Linked DNA regions of Gossypium raimondii: region 1 is linked to region 2. Evidence: chromatin contacts called from public Hi-C data. All regions are on one chromosome and are shown on one strand. The core of a region is the stretch at or near the end of the contact, and the rest is flanking DNA. Distances in the headings are between cores, read along the strand shown. Region 1 holds the start of LOC105773430 (FT-interacting protein 3). Region 2 overlaps LOC105773531.

Region 1 (4,942 bases), core at 2,044-4,543, 92 kb after region 2:
GCCGCCTGCGGTGGCCGAAAAAAAGGAAAACTCAGATCTGGACCCTACTAGCCTTCTAAGCCAGAATCTGTGCCAAAACCTTTCAAAATATGACCGAGAAAAGCCCTAACTTTCGAGAAGCTTTTCGGCTTTCGACCGTCTGTCCTCGGAGACGGTTACCTCAGCCGCTCACGGCGTTTCAGAAACGAACCCTGGTAAGTTTCCTTACCTTTTACTCTATTTTATCTCAATAAAAAAAATAAAAAGAAAACAATAAAACGAAGCAGAAAATAATCAACCTTTTGCCTTTTCGATTGATTTTCTGTGTTAGTTTCAGTTTGCAATTTCTGTCTATAGTTTGGGCCACCGTAACTTTGGGCCCTGTTTGTTTTATTATTTGGGCCATATAGGCCTATTTGTAATGCGGGTTTTTTTAAACCCGGGCAAAATATGGCATGTACAACCCCCAAACTTAAATCATTACTTGTCCCGAGTAATGCTAAAAACATGTTATAATCTGCAGAATTTAATTCATCCAAATAGTCATGTAAAGGTAAAAGAAGTTATGCTCTCAAATTAATTCTACAAGTTTGTAGTTTGTATTCAGTATATCACCCAGTATTTCTTCGCGTATCTAGATGCTAACAAATTAAGATTTGAACAGTTAATTTTATAAGTAGAATAAGTTCAATCCCATAGAAGACTTTAACTTCCCTAATTTAACTCATCATCATTTCTCAGATTTAAGACATGTCTTCATATGTTGAGTTCAATACTTTCCTTTCCACTAATGTAGTCAGCTTCCACTAATTAATGACATCCTACGAGGCTCTTTAGGTGTCCTTTTTATTGACACGATACCTCCACGAGGATGCTAGATGACTTAAACGTGTCCCACTAACCACTACAACTACCTGTGGAGCAACACAAAACACGGGTGACGGACTGATTAGTGGGAGAGTCTACTAATTAGGGATCTCACCAAAACAAGGAACTCGCCAACCGCAAAATAAGATTCTGCAAACTCGATGAAGCTTAGCAAAATGCTTCGCCAGGAAGTTTGCCAACGTTAACTCGTCTAAGTCTCGCAACTTAGGTGGTTTCGCCAGAACAATCTCCCAACAATACTAGTTGGCTAAAAGAACATGTGACAATGAGTGCATTCCCTCCAAACACAACCAAGAGCATAAATGTGCTATGTTGTAAGGCATCATAACATATCTCCACACGCACATATACCTATACAAGAACCCATCTAATCCCTGTGGCATGCCAATTGTATCCTAACTAATCTACCAATCTCATAAGGACATTCATTTTATAATCAATTAAAAGATTCACAATTCACATAATTGGTCTCATATAACACATATACCTCCTTGATGCATAATGGCACCCAATTATCACATATACATATTCATATTGTCACCTAAATGACTCGTATTGCCATACAATGCCCCATATTATTATGTGAGTGCTTAGAAAATTATCTCGTTTCACATATAACACAAGTTATTATTATTCCTTAACTTACTTATTCATTTTATCATTAGGCGACCATGTCACCGTGACACTTTCCGGGTAATTTATGTCATGTATTTCCAAACTACCGACAGATCATTTTACATATATGTGCTTGTTAATTAATTCATTATTTCATGATTTTCATAGCATTTGAGTTCTCATTTTCACAATTCTTACTTATCACATTAGACAAAAACTTCTCTTAGCCATATCTTAATCTTATATTTTCACCATTTTGCTTTATTAAACATACTAACACGTGTGTTCATTCCAACCATCAAACTTATGCCATGACATTTATTTTCTCAAAACATAATACCAATCTTATTTTTATACAAATTAAACTAAGGTTATTAGTGTTACCATTTCTCTTTCCCATTTATCACAAGACATTAAATCATATTTTCACATATTTTAACACATAATTTATTTAATCATTTATTTCACTAATTATCATATTTCATAATCACATCATTAATGGGAAAGATAACAAATCCAATGGTACTTATCTCTTGGATATACTTATTCTCAAAACTAAGTTTTCTACACCTTAGCTCCTCCCTCATACAAGCTTGGGGGTTCAATTTCCATCATTCCTCCTTTTCTCATAAATCCAAAATATAACAAAAGTATTAGTATTCAAGCTCTCATAGCTTTCTAATAGCATCAATCATAGATATCAAAGAAAGGAATGATGGAAACATTGTTTCTTACTTCATTTGAAATTTTCTCTCTCTAGTTTCAATTTTTTTTCATTAAACACACATAAATCCTAAATTAAAAAAGGAGAGATTTATGTGGGAAATGAGTTTAGGAGGTGATTTCCTAAGTGGTTTTAGTGAAATCTTAATATGATTGATTTGAAGAAAAAGACAAGGAAATGAAGAAAAGAAGCCCCCCCATGGAAAAAGCTGGAGAGAGTCCGCTAGTAGGGGCTGACCGGGGGGTGCATTTCATCTTCTTCTTTTTCTAAAGAAAAAATATCCAAGCCAAAAGTCAAAGGTTCAAGTGAAACTATGTAAAATGTATAGTCCAAGTTTAATCTCCACGAAATATTCTCATGCAAAGACTCATATTCAATATCAATCATATAATATTTCCCCAAAAAAATAATTCTAGCAAAATGAGCAAAATACCTTTATATGTAAAATTTGCACTCCAATCCTTTTCTTTAATTTTATTCTCTCATCCATTCTATTTATATTTTATTTTCTAATTGCTATCAATTTCATTCAATCATCAAAAGTCCAATTTAAATCTTCAAATTCTGCTTCCACCCATGCCAATGTGAATAATATCCTCTTCCAAAATAGAAACACTACCTCATGAGACAATCCTTGGAGCATTTACAATAAAAATCTTAATTGAATTAGTGTAACGGGTTAATTGCATTTCAATTATGTCAATAAAACAAAATATTATCATTTTCTAAAATAAATTATATGATAAAATTTAAACTTATACCTTTTTAATTTTCATATTTATACTTACCATTCAACTAAAATTTTATTTATATTTTTATCAATTTAAAAGTTGATTTTTCATTCACGTAGTAGATTTACCACAATAATAATAATATAATAATACAGTGAAAAGAGCGAGCCAACAACACTGAGTCCGAGGTCCACCAACATCAACACAAACAAACAAAACAACCCTTCATCTCGCATGTGCCCGAACCGACAACAGTCTTCCCACGTGTAACTTTCTTTGTTTTTTCTCGAGCTTCAACCCCTACGTTTTTTATACAAACTAAAATCTCTCCTGTTAATATATCTTTTTAGTTTTCATCTTTGCTCTTCTTTTTGGTGAATTAAAAATAAATGGTGAAAATAGAAAAGGTTGATACTTGTACTTTTTATGTGTTCTTTTATTTCTTTATAGATCTTTGAGTCTCACTTCCCACACCTCCCCGTTCTTATTCTTACTAGTTTCGTATTTTTTTTCTTCAAGTTATATAAACATAAAAGATTTTCCATTTCTGCACCTTGAAGAAAGAAAGTTGGTTCTTTTTCTTGCATTCTTACAAAGGTACATCTCTTTTTCTTTTTCCTTTTAAATGACTGCTTTGATTTCAAATGTTTGTCTTTGTAGGTTTGGTTTGAGTTGTTGTTCTAACTTTGACACTATGTTTTTTCACTCTTTTAAGTCATGTAAAATTTCAATAATGCATGACAGTGATATATGGTTCATATTTTATTTCTTTTGCTTGTAGTTAACTCCTTTTTTTTCTTGTGTTTGGGATAACGGGTTTTCTTGCTTTAGATCTGTTACTGTTTCTTCTTGTATAAAACGCAGTTTTGGTTGTTTTGCTGTATATTCTGATAAATGTTTCAGTTTTAATGCTGTTTGGTAACCGGGAAAATTGTTTAAAGAGCCTTCAAGTTCGCTTCTTTGATTGTTAACTGCATTGAATGCTTCTTTACTAATGATTATTGACAAGTACGTATGAACTGTTTCGCTATTATTATACGAAGTTTTCTTCCCTTTAGCTCGGCTACCAAATGGAGCTTATAAGTTGTAAATTTGTTTATTATTATCGAAATTCTAATTTTTCTGATAACCATAGCTGCTGCTTGCACAACTGTTGAGTGTTGTTTAGAAGCAAGATGCAGAAGCCGCCGCCACAATCAGTAGACTTTGCCCTAAAGCAGACCTCACCCAACATCGGGGCCGGGGCAGTCACCGGTGATAAGCTTTCGTGCACCTATGACCTTGTGGAGCAAATGCAATACCTGTACGTTCGAGTTGTGAAGGCTAAGGATTTACCTGGAAAAGATGTCACTGGTAGCTGTGATCCTTATGTGGAGGTTAAACTTGGGAACTACAAGGGAGTAACTAAGCATTTCGAGAAGAAGAGCAATCCTGAATGGAACCAAGTATTTGGATTCTCAAAAGAAAGAATTCAAGCTTCTATTTTGGAAGTGTTTGTGAAGGACAAGGATGTTGTTGTAGATGATTTAATCGGCAGGGTTGTGTTCGATGTCAATGAAATTCCGAAGAGGGTTCCTCCCGACAGCCCATTGGCGCCACAGTGGTATAGATTGGAAGATCGAAAGGGTAATAAAGCAAAGGGAGAGCTCATGCTGGCTGTTTGGATGGGAACTCAAGCAGATGAGGCATTTCCGGATGCGTGGCATTCAGATGCTGCATCAGTTGGCCCAGATGGTGTTACAAACATTCGATCAAAAGTGTATCTTTCCCCCAAGCTTTGGTATGTGAGGGTGAATGTCATTGAAGCTCAAGACTTGGTACCTAGTGATAAAGGCAGGTTCCCTGAAGTATTTGTGAAAGCTGTTCTCGGAAATCAGGCTTTGAGAACTAGAATATCTCCGAGTAAGACCATCAATCCAATGTGGAATGAGGACTTGATGTTTGTAGTTGCTGAACCTTTCGAGGAGCCATTGTTTCTATCAGTGGAAGATAGGGTGGGATCGAA
Region 2 (5,018 bases), core at 93-2,592:
TAAAGTTCTTTTTTATTTAGTCATCAAGAAACGTGGGATGAGTTTCCTGTTCTTGCAAGCAGATAGTTGGTTGTGAGGTGACCTCAGTTTCGGCCATAACCTCTCATATAGATAGAACTTTACCTCCGCCAGACATTATTTCTTCTAATTTGTAAGTTATTTAAGAATAAAAGTTGATTTTCTATATAGAATTTTATCTTAGAACTGAAAGGCTTAAGACTTGGATTGCTTTCCTCAGTAAGCTGGAGAATGGATGCTCTGGAGTCTTTGTGATGGTTGTATCCTCTAGTTCACCTAAGGTATCTGCTGAAGTGATACTCTTTTAAACGTTTTTGCTTGCATTTGTTATGTTTTGCTCATTTCTTTTATTGTTTTAGATAATTTGGCGAGTTGTTGGGTCAAAAGGAACCGTACAAGTTGAGCGTGGAAAAGTAGATGGAAAGCATGGTTACTTGGTAAAAATGGAAACTAACTTCATTTTATTGTAATTATGATTAATTAGATTCTGAAACTTCTGTACTTCTGTTTTTCTATGATATAAGGTTTAATCATCTCTTGAAGTTCCTTCTGATTAGTGTGTGACATATGACATCCTTCTTTTGAAATCTTATTATATGCCATCTCAGGTTTCACTATACAGTGCAGATGGGCAATGCAAAAGCACTTTCCATCCATTCTGTGGAGTGCACGAAGAATTAAAAATTTTTATACATGACATTGTGCAAGCAAACCTGAAGGTTGGTTAATGTAATATTTTGGCTGTTGCATCATTCATTCCACCATCTGTTGGCTGGTTTATGTTGCTATAAAGGATGGTCAGTATCTATGTCCCAAGAAAGTACAATTGGGTCATTTACCAGGCAGTAGTGTTTATTTATAAACGTTTCATTATTCTCATAAAACTAAGTTTTTCTATTAGATGATAGCCTATACTAGCATTGGATGAACCTATGAGTTGATTCAATTTGACAGCAGTTTAATACAGATTCCCACATATCTTTACATGGTTCTTGTGATTTCTCTTTCCCAGAACAGTTCTGATACTATTTTTGGGCTTGGGGAAGCAAAGGTTTGAACATGGGCTATAAGCAAAGGATAGATTCACCTGTCATTGAACAAGATACTTAAGTGCTGTTTTCCTTTTTCTTTTTTATACAACTAGACGACATATTGGGGCTTCCTGGACTGAATAGAATTATGAATGTTGAAAAGCAATGCTAAACTTGTTTGCGCTTGTACTTGGAATGCTTCAAATGAGTTTCTAATTGTCACTTCTAAGAGATACCCCTCATCCTCTGTTTTGCAGCAGGGAAATGGCTATGAAGCTGAACCACGCAGCTCTTTCGTGGAAGGTGCCAGAGACGTTGCAGTTTTGGAGGCAATGCTTGAATCCGGATCCAAGGGTGGAACCTTGGTTAATGTGAAGAAATTTTAGGATTGCGTATGACCATGACGAGTTTCCTCAGTAAGCATTGGGTTGAGACATTTTGGAAAATAGAGATGATAAAATTGAAGAAGTTAGAGAGGAAACTTGAAAGAATAAAATCTTATGCAAAACCTACAAACACATTCATTGAATAAAGGTATTTACAAATGTTTTATCCATCTCTGCTGTACATTGTGAGTTCAGGGTTTTAAACGTGTGAATCATTCCCCGCTAGGGGGCCGCCTGCATTGCATTGAAGAGGTCTGTACTTTTAGTTCCGTTACAGCTTTCGAGTGTCCCCAGTGGGGAATGAACGAGGTTTTAGAGGAATACCCATGGTCCAGTCTTCTTGAGACATGGGCCCTGCGAAATAATGTGGCTAACCTAACCAGGTCAACCATGTAGAAAGCCGATTAAACTACTTTAGGTTATTCATTCTTATTCTCATTTTTGCTATTTGATTTTGTATTATATATACACAGTTTTTTGTTTTTGAAAAGGCTGAAACTTTAATAATAATAACATTAATAATGCAAAATTGGTTTTCAAACTATACCGAGTTTTTCAGTTTGTAACTATCTTTTATTTTACCCAAAACATGATATTAGCTAATAAAAAGTAGCATGTTTTTATTGCATATCGTATACTTCGAGTAAATGAAGTAAAATTGATAGTTTAGTTGCTACTTTTAATAAAAAAACTAAGTATTTAATTGAGGAAAGTCATAATTTAAGTTAATTTTGTAATTAAGCCTAACAATAATTAGTATGATTTTCAAAACATGCTTTGCTTAAAGTTTAAAATTTAGGTATTTAATTGGGTAAAGTCATATAATTTAAGTTTACAAATCATTAATGTAAAAATATACACTACAATAAAAAAAAGTTGTATATGGAGTAGTTATATATCATTAATAATCTACCTTCATTATATAATATTAATTTTATTTATTATAAACTACCATAAAATTAGTTACAAATCATTAATTAAAGAATACAAATTACAATATCATAAGTGTATAATGAGCATTGTGCATTCCTATTTTACTTATATATAATAATTGATATATTATATGTAGTAAAATGTGTATGTATGGTATTTTATAATATAATATAATATAATATAATATTTACTAAATATAATTATGTCACATTTTAAAATAAGTTCATATTATAATTGTATCGTCCCTCGCCCATCCCATGGCTAATACGAACAACAAATGCAAACAAGATATTTTTCGGAGTAAAACCAATATTTTATTTAAGAATTTATAGAATCATAGAAAATGGATAAACTAGGTTTTAAAGTTTCAAAATATTGTTAAAATTATTTTAAAACAATTCGTGGGTATTCAGAAGTGTCCGAAACCAAATGAGCTTTAAAGGGCTCTTTTTGCACAAATAGTGCAGTGACCCAAAAAGTCACAGGGGTTGCGGTACCTAGGGCCAAAGGCACCAATACCCTAGTCCCTTTACTATTTATGGGGCATTTTTTTGATTGGGGTGCGGTACCTCTGGGGCCAAGTATCGATATCTCTATTCTTCGGGTCAAAAATTTCCCAAAACTCTCATTTTTAAGTCCCAAACTTCACCATATCAAAAATCTAACTTTAATAACTTAAAAACCACATTTTATTGGCCGAAAAAAAACTTTTGAAACACCTCCAAACTAGACTTTTGTAAAATATGTTCAAAAGAAATCAAAAGACCAACATTCTTATTCATGAAACATAATCACAATGTGGCAAAACATGTCAAAACATTCAAGATGTTAAGCTAGCATATTAAGGTTATATAAAACATTCAATAACCAAAATAAAGTGTGGAAAACTAAGTCATGCATGCATACATTCAAAATAAATATAGAATGTGGCTTAAGGCAAACCAAAATAAGTATAATAGATATCACCATTACAATAATATGAAACAATTATATATACACCCCTAAATGACTTTTGTAGTACATGCCATTAGGTAAAAAATGCAATACAAATATTTCATACTCTTTAATGATCACTATTGTGTACGAGCCTTGATTTGAAAGACCTACGCATAGACATAATGATGTGTTAAGCATAAAGCTTAGCAAGATAATATGGATAAAACCTCAAATACTTGCCTTCAAAATTCAGATTCCCATTATATAAAAAATTATATAATACATTTATAAGTTATATGAATGGCATCTATATGTCAATCCAGGAAAATCAAAAGCAGTTTAGTACCTTGAGAACACATACTAGTATTTGTATCGAAAAACTGTAAACATAAGTTTCCATCATGCCAAAATCAAGTTATTTTCAAGAATCGTAGCTAGTTAAATTCATCCCTTAGTGTACCTAGTAAAAAAAGATATGATACTAGGGACGAATTATCCAAAACTATATTAATAGGAGTGCTAAAGCGCAAGTGTCCGGAGACTATATCAGGATTGCACTAAAGTGCCAGGAACAAGAGCACCAAAGTATAAAAGAAGAGTCCCCTATTTGGCATGCCAATTGTACCCTAACCATATAACTAAGCTACTAGGGCCTTGTTTTAGAATTTCCATAATGTCAATCTTAAGATCTTGAATCAAGTTTACTGTAACACCTTTTACTCGACCCGATTACCTGTCTCGGTTCCGGATAATACACTAACCCAAATAACTTAACAATAATTTTTTATTCTGAATTAGTTACATAATTAAATAACTTAAACTTCAAAAACTAACTACTATTAATATTTGTACAGAAACTGGTGGTAAATTCTTACAACTTTGATTCCGTCAATTATTTACAAATTTTAATTTAAGATTCGAGTACAAATGTAATCACTTAAACCCTGAGGCGTGGCCTTAGGGAATGCCCCTCTAAATACATGAACATTTATTCCACCCATGACTAATTTCTAGTAGCTTCTGGCTTGGTCCCTCCACTCGATTCTCCGAGTCATTGCCTACCCTACATACAAGCAATAAATATTATATAAGCTCAAAAGAACGTAGTGAGATCCTACACATTGATAATCATAGAAAACTTCTTAAATTTTAAGGAAAAATGAGACTTCAGGAACAAATATAAAACTCTCTGAAGATTCATAAAATTTCGTTGGTTGTAACGATGTCTTGTTTTTCCCGAGTTAACTGCTAGTGAATGTTACCATTCTTCATACCTGTATTCTAACAACATTACTTCCTTATGGGTCTTGGCTTTACTTAACGGTAAATCCAATCATTCCTTAAGCTTGACAATATATGCCTCATCATTGATTACCCGTATTTGCCACCTCGAATTTTGCAACCTCTACTAGTATCTAGTCGAGATCTCGTTGTAGCTACAAAGCCTTCTATTGATCCCTTTAGTCCACACTGATCTTCATACGGAATTGTAGTACTATTTCGATGGTAATATGCCTTTTAAATTAACCTATGCTTGGTCCCTTCCCTAGGTAAAGTCTATTTCTATCATTCTCACTCGCAGACTTGAAATTGATACTTGGCTAACTAAATTAGCACCCTCATTTTTTCTTCTTGACGAACTCATACCCGCAGTGTGACCCAAGCTTACTCGCTTAAGCCCAATATCTTTTAAGGTAATACAATTAATGGATAG

What was found. Hi-C and Micro-C count contacts between places; a contact is called where the count stands out from the background.
Region 1: a Hi-C map of leaf shows a contact between it and region 2, with 2.6 times the contacts expected there. The contact joins the promoter of LOC105773430 here to the enhancer-like site in region 2. A contact is called at or near these places in 2 of 2 Hi-C or Micro-C datasets (both in leaf).

What each region holds. Positions count from the first base shown.
Region 1 is chr6:27,881,447-27,886,388 of ASM2569854v1, forward strand. LOC105773430 (FT-interacting protein 3) reads left to right here and starts at 3,294. Exons shown (of 2, transcript XM_052632204.1): 1 at 3,294-3,534; 2 at 4,106-4,942. The coding sequence starts at 4,113.
Region 2 is chr6:27,791,674-27,796,691 of ASM2569854v1, forward strand. It overlaps LOC105773531, which reads left to right. Exons shown (of 12, transcript XM_012595512.2): 8 at 63-151; 9 at 239-299; 10 at 378-455; 11 at 627-737; 12 at 1,310-1,605. The coding sequence ends at 1,435. Among protein-coding and RNA genes, the nearest start is that of LOC105773531, 16 kb to the left of the region's middle. Within about 2 kb of position 1,343, the one cell type or tissue checked has open chromatin away from gene starts, as enhancers often do. A contact at or near this core is called in leaf, where this site is marked.